Linked DNA regions of Sus scrofa: region 2 is linked to region 1. The links are chromatin contacts, called in public Hi-C maps. All regions are on one chromosome and are shown on one strand. Each heading gives the region's core, a stretch centred on a gene start, on an enhancer-like site or on the middle of the called end of the contact. The rest is flanking DNA. Distances are from core to core; before and after follow the strand shown.

Region 1 (4,500 bases), core at 1,126-3,625:
AACACTGGGCTGAATTTTATGTGTATTATTTCCTTGCATTTCTTTTTTTCCCCTGTCTTTTTAGGGCCGCACCTGCAGCATATGGAGGTTCCCAGGCTAGGGGTTGAACCAGAGCTGTAGCTGCGGGCCTATATGACAACCATAGTAACACCAGATCTGAGCTGTGTCTGAGACCTACATCACGGCTCATGGCTACACCGGATCCTCAACTCACTGAGCAAGACTAGGGATTGAACCCTCATCCTCATAGATACTAGTCAGATTCATTTCCACTGAGCTATGACAGGAACTCCCGACTTTGCATTTCTTAATGGAGTGCCTTCATGTGCTTGAATCTATAAATAATACATTGCCTCCTGTATATTTTTTAACTTTTTATACATTGGTTCATACGGTGTATACTCTTGAGATAAGATAAAGTTTTTGAGGTTCATCCATATTTTTGCAAGTAGCTACAATCCATTGTTTTGTTTTATAATATTCCACTCTGAATATATCATGTTTCTTTAAAATCCATTCTACTCTTGACATTTGAGCTGTTGTGTTTTCTATCACGAACAATGCTTCTATGAATATTCTTGTACATATCTCCTGATATAGGTGTATAGGTGCTCTAGGTGTGGAATTTGGGAGGTCATAGTGCAAAAACATGTTTATATTGCCAAGGTAATTCCAGATTGTTTTCCAAGCTGGATATTCTACTTTGGAATGCTTCCATAATCCATAATCACTGTTTTGCTGCACTATATTCTTACCAGCACTTGATACTGTCCAACTTTCTAATTTTTAGCCATCTGGCAGATGTAAAACAACATTTTCTTGAAGTTTTGTTTACAGTTTTATTGCTGAAGAGATTGAGAATATTTCTATATATTTATTGGCCATTTGTCTTTGCTTTTTTTTTTTTTTTTTTTTCTTTTTACGGCTGCACCTGGGCTAGGGGTCGCATTGGAGCTGCAGTTGGGGCCTACACCACAGCCACAGCAACACCAGATCCCAGCCACATCTGTGACCTACACTGTGGCTTGCTGCAATGCCAGATCCTTAACCCACTGAGTGAGGCCAGGGATTGAACACACATCATCACAGAGACAACTAGGGTCCTTAACCTGCTAAGCCACAATGGGAACTCCTGTCTTTCCTCTTCTTGAAGTGGCTGTTCTGTAAAAACTGTCTGGTGAAGGGTAAGGGCACAGGTCTCAGAGCCTGGCCCTCAAAGACAGAAGTCCCAGCTTAGACTGCTTTTGCAGAGGGAGGGCTGCAGCATATGAAAGTTCACAGGCCAGGCTATGGGTGAAATCGGAGCAGCTGCTGGCCTATGTCACAGCCACAGCAATGCAGGATCTTTAACCCACTGAGTGAAATGAGGCCAGGGGTTGAACCTGCATCAGCATGGATACAAATCTAATTGGTAACCCCCTGAGCCACAACGGGAACTCCCCCTGCTTAGAGTATAATTTCTCGGGTACTTCAATGGCTGAGTAGAGACTCTCCTAGTCACCTTATCTCTCCTTATTCAGTGACTCTCTCTCAAAACTATGGTCAGGTGGTTCTCTGTCTCATAAAACCAGCTCCACCGAGTCTAGTTAAAAAGTAAATGCATGTTGGAGTTCCCATCATGGTGCAGTGGTTAAGGAATCCGACTAGGAACCATGAGGTTGCAGGCTCGTTCCCTGGCCTTGCACAGTGAGTTAAGGATCTGGTGTTGCCGTGAGCTGTGGTGTAGGTTGCAGACGCGGTTCGGATCCCTCGTTGCTGTGGCTGTGGTCCGATTAGACTCCTAGCTTGGGAATCTCCATATGCCGCGGGAGCGGCCCTAGAAAAGGCAAAAAAAAAAAAAAAAAAAAAAAAAGCAAATGCATGTAGGAGTTCAGAATCCAGGCACTTCATGACGAAGATCAGGTAGAGGAAACGGGCTCCTTTCCCGTCTTATTGCCAGCGCCGTGCAGCAGGCTGCTCACACCAAAGATGTTGCTTAGGACTCTCCACTGGACACCCCCGGAATTACACAAGTTCCTTCTGTTCTTAGTCCATCCTCGTGTGTTATTACCACATGAGGCCTCATTCACTGGCTCGACAAGTACTGAGGTAGGAGCTTGAGCTGAAACAAGAAAAGATCATCTTGCCCAGCGCTCAGCCGGGACGGGGCATCCGGCCATGCGCCCACAAGCGGCTACCACAGGCGTCCCTCTCCCTCCGCGTACGCCCCACCGCACACCTCCCGACTGTACCATTCGCGGTGAGGGGCAAGACTCCACCGCCAGGTCGCAGCCACTTGGGGGCGCATCACGTAACCGCGCCGGGCGGAGGGGGCGGTGCCGGGCGGAGGGGGCGGTGCCGGGCGGAGGGGGCGGTGCCGGGCGGAGGGGGCGGTGCCGGGCGGAGGGGGCGGTGCTGAACGTCCGCCACGGGGTCTGGTCGCACGGCAACGTCCCAACGCGGAAAGATGGAGGCCCGCAGCCCCAGGGAGCTCGAGGCCAGGAATTATTTGGAGAAACATCGGATTATGGAGTTGCTAAACTATCTCACCAGTGCCCTCCTCTTTTTCCGGCCGGGTAAGTGTCTTGCCTATCCCTCGGCTTTCTGTCGCACACCGAGCTGTCCCCAGAAATTCCCGGTGCAGCCATCCCTCCACTCCCGCATCCCGGTGGTCCAGCTTCTCTCCGGGATACCCCCCACCCACCTCTTCACCAACACACACTCTCCTGCCTCTCGGCCACTTGAGCCTTTCTGCTGCAGGTTAATGCTTGGCCTTCAATTAAAGAAGGACTTACTGAATGGCCTCTTTGTACCTGCCACTAGCCGGGTGTGGCGGGACTCTCGCAGGTGGAGGGCTTGTGGCGGGTGGAAGAGAGGCTGTGGGGTCCTGCACCCTGGCTCCTGGATCCACCCCTGAATATTGTGAAACCGTAAGCAAAAACCTGACTTTCTCTTCTAGAAAATGGGTATTATAACAGTACATGGCAACGTGGGGGAGATTAAATGAATAATATATAAATCACTCTCATGCCTGGTAAGCAACAGATGTTTCCAATGTTACCCCTGCCCTCAAAGAGTTTTTAATCTGGGAAGTTCCCGTTTTGGCTCAGCGGGTTACTGACCAGTTTAGTATCTATGAGGTTGTGGATTCGATCTATGGCCTCGCTCAGTGGGTTAGGGATCGGGCCATGCTAATGAGCTGCTGCGTCGGTTGCAGACCTGGCTTGAATCCTGCATTGCTATGGCTGTGGCTCCCATTCGACCTCTAGCCTGGGAAATTCCATATGCCCCAGGCAGGGCCCTAAAAAGTAAAAAAAAAAAAAAAGTTTTTAATCTGGTACAAAAGCAATTTATAGGGTAAAAGAAAATGTGTTCTTGAGACAGATTTTTCTGGCATTTTTAAGCATCTGATCCCCTCACAAAGTTTGAATCACTTCATAATGTGGGGGTGATCTGTAAATTTAAAAGTTAGATTAAGGTGAAAGTAATTTGATGTCCTTCTCCCCAGGATGCAGAATTGTAATTTGCCAGCTTTGTGTGAAGGGCCCAAAATAACAAAATTGTCCTATTTGCCTCTGTATAAGAAATGTAAATACCAAACATTCCAATTTGGCCAAAATTACCCAGCCAACATGATGTGTAAATGTGATCGGTTCTCTCTACTTGTTTGAAAACAATATAGCAGTAAAAACTGCAACAATTAAAAATAAAAACAAAATGAAAAAATAAAAGTACAAAGGAATACATTTTTTAATGCACTGGGGAAAGGTTGCTATCAAACTAATTTTTAAAAACCTGCTTTTTGAAAAAGTGAATAATTACTATCTCTTGCTGGTGTTTGGTTTGGTACTGTGGTGGTAAAAATCGTCTTTTGCTGATAGATGTGGATATATATATATATGTATTTCAAAACTTCAGAAATAGCAGAAGACCAGTGAATCGCCAAAGTAATAATTAGTAAAAGTTTATTGTTCACATGCCAAAAAGACAGTTTGCAAACCAGGAGCACTCAAACCAAAATAAGGAATGAGGCTCAGGGGTATATTGTTATAAAGCAGCTTACATGATGAGAAGGCAGTGATTGTTTATCCTTCACAGTAATTGGTTTTAACATTAGAGTCTTCTTAAATAATAGGAAATTGGCTAGTGGTTACTTCATATCAACCTTGGGAAACTGTTTATGATTTCCAGAGACATAAGCAACAAATAACCCAGGTCAAGTTAATCTTGGAAAGTATGCTAAATTAAGCTTTGCTTGTATAATTAAACTGCTTTTGTGTGCTCAGGGAATTTTTCAAGGCTGATCTCCATTTGGTTTTGATTTTAACAATTCCCCGCACTTTTGGTCATTCTCTCAGCAAGCTTAGAGTATGACCAGCCTGTACCGTGTTATCCTCAGTTACCACCATTGAGATTCTTCAGGCCAAAGAATCACAAACAGAATACACTATTTTCATTAGCTGAGTCCTTAGGCAAGAGAGCCATGTAGTCATTGGTTTCATCATTTATGTGGTTAAAGTT
Region 2 (4,500 bases), core at 1,202-3,701, 540 kb before region 1:
TAGCCATAATTATACTATCATAGATAGGGCTCAATTATACTACCGCAGACAGGGCAATTCTGCATTACAAGCATTATTTTCCATGATGGCCCTGGTAGAGAGTAGAACATGTTGTGCCGAGTGCTTCTGGCTCTTTCTTCAGATTGTTAGAGCAAATCAGAAAATGAGTAGTGCTGCAGTCAATGTGATACAGTCATCTGAACATTCTTCCCAGATTTTGAACAGTTGTGCCTTCGATGAGATGCTATTGTTTAGACACTCTTGTTTTTCCAGCATTCAAAAAATTCACAAGAATCTGGTTGCCTAATCAGATCTCACTTACTCTACCAGCCACTACCAGCTCCTTCTCAGGAAAGGAGGAGCTCCTCTGAGCTCTGCTGACTGGCAGAAGCAGCTCTGGGGTATACATAACTGAGGGTAACAGCAGTAGCTCACTCCTGTTTTCTTCTGCCCAGTCAGAGCCTGTGAGTGAGTTCTGATAGGGGACCGGACACTTTTCTTCTGCTTCCTTAAGTGGTCTCTATCTTTTAAAATCTAGTAGCACATGGACAAGGAAAAGAGAACTTCTTAACCTTCAAGGTGCATCTTCTAGCACTAATGGTATCCTGAAGAGAAACAACTATACCTTCCACTGGTGGGTGTGATCCAGAAGCAGGAGAGAAAGCAAAAAGAGGCAGAAGAGAAGAAACCTAAAGTTAAACTCAGAAATTGAGAAAGGGCCTGGTCAATTCGTTTCTAAGACCTTCAAAAAAAAAAAAAAATGGAGAGATACCAAAATTGGGTTACCTCAAAACAGTGTGTTTTCAATGTTTTAAGTTAATAAAGTTGCAAAGTGAATAATGTTCTGCTCTGTTGGTGTATATCTCATTTGGAAATAACATGAAAGTCTAATTTGAATCTCAGTGAATATGAAGCCTAAGCAAATAGCACTACCATCCACAATCCACCCCCAGATGCCAACCCAAAAGCCTCAACAGAACAGGGTTAAGAGTTTAGAAAAACGGACTAAAGAGGATACAAAAAGAAGAGTAGCAAGGAAGTTGTTAAGGAGATCACTACCTTGGGGATCCCAAAACCGGGGTGCAGGAAGAAAAGGTGCAGAAACAAAATTTAAAAAAAATAAAATAAAAGAGTAAGCAGAAAAACTTGGATTATCACTTACCAGTGGTCTCAGATGCACTGGGTACCAATGTATGTTACTTTCCACTGATTCTGCCTTGAGGGGCATCTCTGATGCCTTTTTGTTTAGAAAGAGGAATCTGCCATCATTCACTAGGTGCCCACTGAACATAAATAAGGCTGTGCTGAGGACTGAGAAGTGGAAGTCAGGATAAAAAGAGTAAGAGTGTGGACCAGAAAATTGAAATACATTCTTTGCACTCTCTGGGAAGCAAGTAAGTAGGTAAACCAGTCTCAGATGAGAAAGGATTAGCTTCCTAGAAAGACAGTCAATAAGAGCGGAATGACTTCAATCGCAAGGAACCTGCTAATTCATAGATCACTGCTCAGACGTTGGTAGGAGATTCTACTGTGCGAAATTCCTTTCTTCTCCATGTATTGCTACATGGTGTTAGCCATCTTACCATACACGCCAAGCCGCCAGCATTCCAGCTCTCCAATCTTCCTAGATTTGGGGGAAGGCAGTAAGGAGATCATTACTTCGGGGCTCGGATAACTGGATGCCAGGAAGTGTCACCCAAGGCGACTCTTGAAGGGAAAGCAGGAATTAGTCTTCCGTAGAAAGACTCCAAGAGCTTCCCACGCGGAGAACTTAATGGACAGGGTAGGACAGGTGGGTAAGCCATTTTCTGGTAGGTATAACCTTTCTCCTACATCTCTCAAGCCTAACTCCAAAGATGGCTTTGACAAAGTTAATTTCCATAAGAATATTTGGTGAATGACGCTTCTGACAGAGATACCCTACACTTCTGTCGCTCAAAGTCCGTTGTTCTGCAATAACTTTCCACCAGTTTGACAACAGGTCCCTAACACCAGCCTTGAAATGCGGCTTCATCTGTGTCAATATTTTTTTAAATCCACCTAAAAGTTGGGAACTGTGGCGGTAAGCCGGAGGAAAAGAACTTGGTACGGCGAGGTGGTGAGACCACGAAGCGGAAACTTGGGCTGGGCGCGAGGTAACGGCCCCCGCTACGCAGGCGCAGGGTGGGGGCACGCATGCGCGACAGAAACCCGAACGCCGGGGGCAGGACTTGAGGGAAGGGGGCGCGGCGCAAGCAGCATGGCGTCCAACATCTACTTGGTTCGCCAGAGGATCAGCCGGCTGGGCCAGGTGAGGCCCAGGGAGGCACCGCCCCTTCCCTGCCCCTGCCCCGCCCCCGCCTCCCGCGGCCGCCCCTCCTTCTCTCCGCCCCAGCGCTTCGGCCAGCGGCTCAACCGCCGCCGCCCCGCCCCGCGGCCTCCCAGGTCCGCCTCCCAGGCCGCCTCCCAGGCCCGCCTCCCGGAGCCCGCCCCGCCTGCCCTTCCTCGCGGCCTGGCTGCTGGTCTCGTCCGTCCCCCTCCTCCTCCTGTCCGCCGTCCTGACTCTTTCCCTCCTTCCCTCAGAGGATGTCCTCCTTCCAGCTCAACCTCAACCCGCTCAAGGAGCCGCTCGGCTTCATCAAAGTCCTCGAATTGGTGAGTGCAGCCCGCTCCGGCGAGGCGGGGAATCGCGCCTCCGCGCCCGCTCCTGCTGCCACTACAGCCGGCCAGCGCCCTCGGCTGGGAGGTGGCGGGGGCGGGGCGGCGCCCCGGGATCCCAGACGCCGCCCCGCCCGGGCGGACCCCTAAGCTGCCGTCGTCCCCGGGACGGGACGGGAAGGGTCGGGACTGCACGCACGGGGAGGGGACGGTGGCCGCGGCCTGGGCCCGCGCGGGGCGGGGACGATGCGGTCGCGACGAATCACGGGTGCCTCGGCTGCGTCCGGCCGGGGGGAGCCGCCCTCCCACACCCAAGCTCACCTCGGTGTCCCGGGGGAGTGGTGCTTCAAATTTCTCTTTGGCTTCACTGCTTCCCGCAAGGGAAGAGAAAACTTCCTGTTGCGGTCTAACCGAAACCCGACGGACCGAAGTCGCTTTGCGGCCGGCGGTGCCTCTGTACCCGGGTGGAAAGGGTCAGCCTGTGTGTTGCTGCCCTGGGCTAACTTGAGGCCACGCTCCTTCGAAAGCTAGTGCGCCTTCCCAAAGTGATTTGACGAGCTCTCAGTTAATTTGCTTTTAAGATTGCCTCTAAGTTAAATATGGATAAAAGTAAACTGTGGGTCAGGGAAGCGGACGGGGGTAGGGGAGTAGGGGAGAGGGTCTTTGAACAAAACGTGTTCTTGATAGTCTGATCCACTTAAACACAAGTTAGGAATCGCCATCAAATTTATTTGGGGTATTTCCCAGCAACATCCTGCAGTCAGGGAACACTCTCAATCATTAACATCAAAGGAGATTTATTACTTCGACCTTGGTAATGATCAGTCACTGCGGAGGAGTTAGTGAATGCACCAGGCACTGCACATTACCTTCAGACTTCGTGGCCTAGCCCGTGTTCCAGGGCTGGTTTTTAGGCCTGTATTAATAGGCAGCTGGCGTCTGTACAGCGTGCAGGCAAGTTGCTTTTACAGCTAGCCGTATTTACGTCCGTAACTCTTCAACCCCATATTTTAGTGATAAACTGGTGAAGGGTAAGAACTTCTGATTCCCCGTTTTAAATAACCTGCCGAGGATGTTTCTTAAAGTAACACGGAAACTCAACTTTTCTAATTGGGTACTCAGTCTGATCTCCTTCCTACCCAAAGTTTCCTATGTTTCTCCCCAGTTTTTACTTGGTGTCTTCTGAACACCGAATTGTGCTAATTTCTCACAGATGTTTACTTTAAAGACACACACACATATATATTTAGGGTTCTATAAACCTAGGTCCAGATTTAAATATAAAGGAAATGCTTATTTGACTCTATAAAAATTTTAGTTGCAGGAGGAAAAACAAAACTGGGCTAATCAGATATCAAGTTTAAGAGAAATCTTATACATCATAGTTTATTCTCATTGAGGACTATAATTAAATTTATAATTAATTTAAAATTTCACTTAAATGAAAAGGCAGTTGTTTATATTTCTGCTTATATTATTTGTCAGTTTTTTTTTTTTTAATTGAGGTATAGTTGATACAGTGTTGTGTTAGTTTCAGGAGTATAGCAGAGTGAGTCTGTTGTACATAGATATATATGTCTTTTTTCAGATTCTTTTCCTTTATAGGGTATTAAAAAATATTGAGTAAAGTTCCCTGTGCTCTACAGTAGATCCTTGTTGGTTATCTATTTTATATATACTAGCATGTATATGTTAATCCCAACTCCTAATTTATCCCTCTCCCTGTCTTTCCCCTTTGGTAAATGGTAAGATTATTTTCTTTGTCTGTGGGGTTTGTTTTGTACATAAGTTCATATGTACCTTTTTTTTTTTTTTTTAAAGATTCCGCATGTAAGCCATACAGGATATTTGTCTTTCTCTCTC

What was found. A called contact is a pair of places that touch in the nucleus more often than the background predicts.
Region 2: a contact with region 1 is called in a Hi-C map of liver, with 4 times the contacts expected there. The contact joins the promoter of SYPL1 here to the promoter of LOC100517487 in region 1. A contact is called at or near these places in 1 of 5 promoter capture datasets (liver) and 2 of 47 Hi-C or Micro-C datasets (heart right ventricle and liver).

The regions. Positions count from the first base shown.
Region 1 is chr9:105,443,542-105,448,041 of Sscrofa11.1, reverse strand. It overlaps LOC100517487 (EF-hand calcium-binding domain-containing protein 10), which reads left to right and starts at 2,375. Exons shown (of 5, transcript XM_013979830.2): 1 at 2,375-2,555. The coding sequence starts at 2,447.
Region 2 is chr9:105,983,123-105,987,622 of Sscrofa11.1, reverse strand. It overlaps SYPL1 (synaptophysin-like protein 1), which reads left to right and starts at 2,451. Exons shown (of 5, transcript XM_021063515.1): 1 at 2,451-2,634. The coding sequence starts at 2,566. LOC106504993 (a long non-coding RNA gene) reads right to left here and starts at 2,363. Exons shown (of 2, transcript XR_002335905.1): 1 at 1,163-2,363; 2 at 1-631.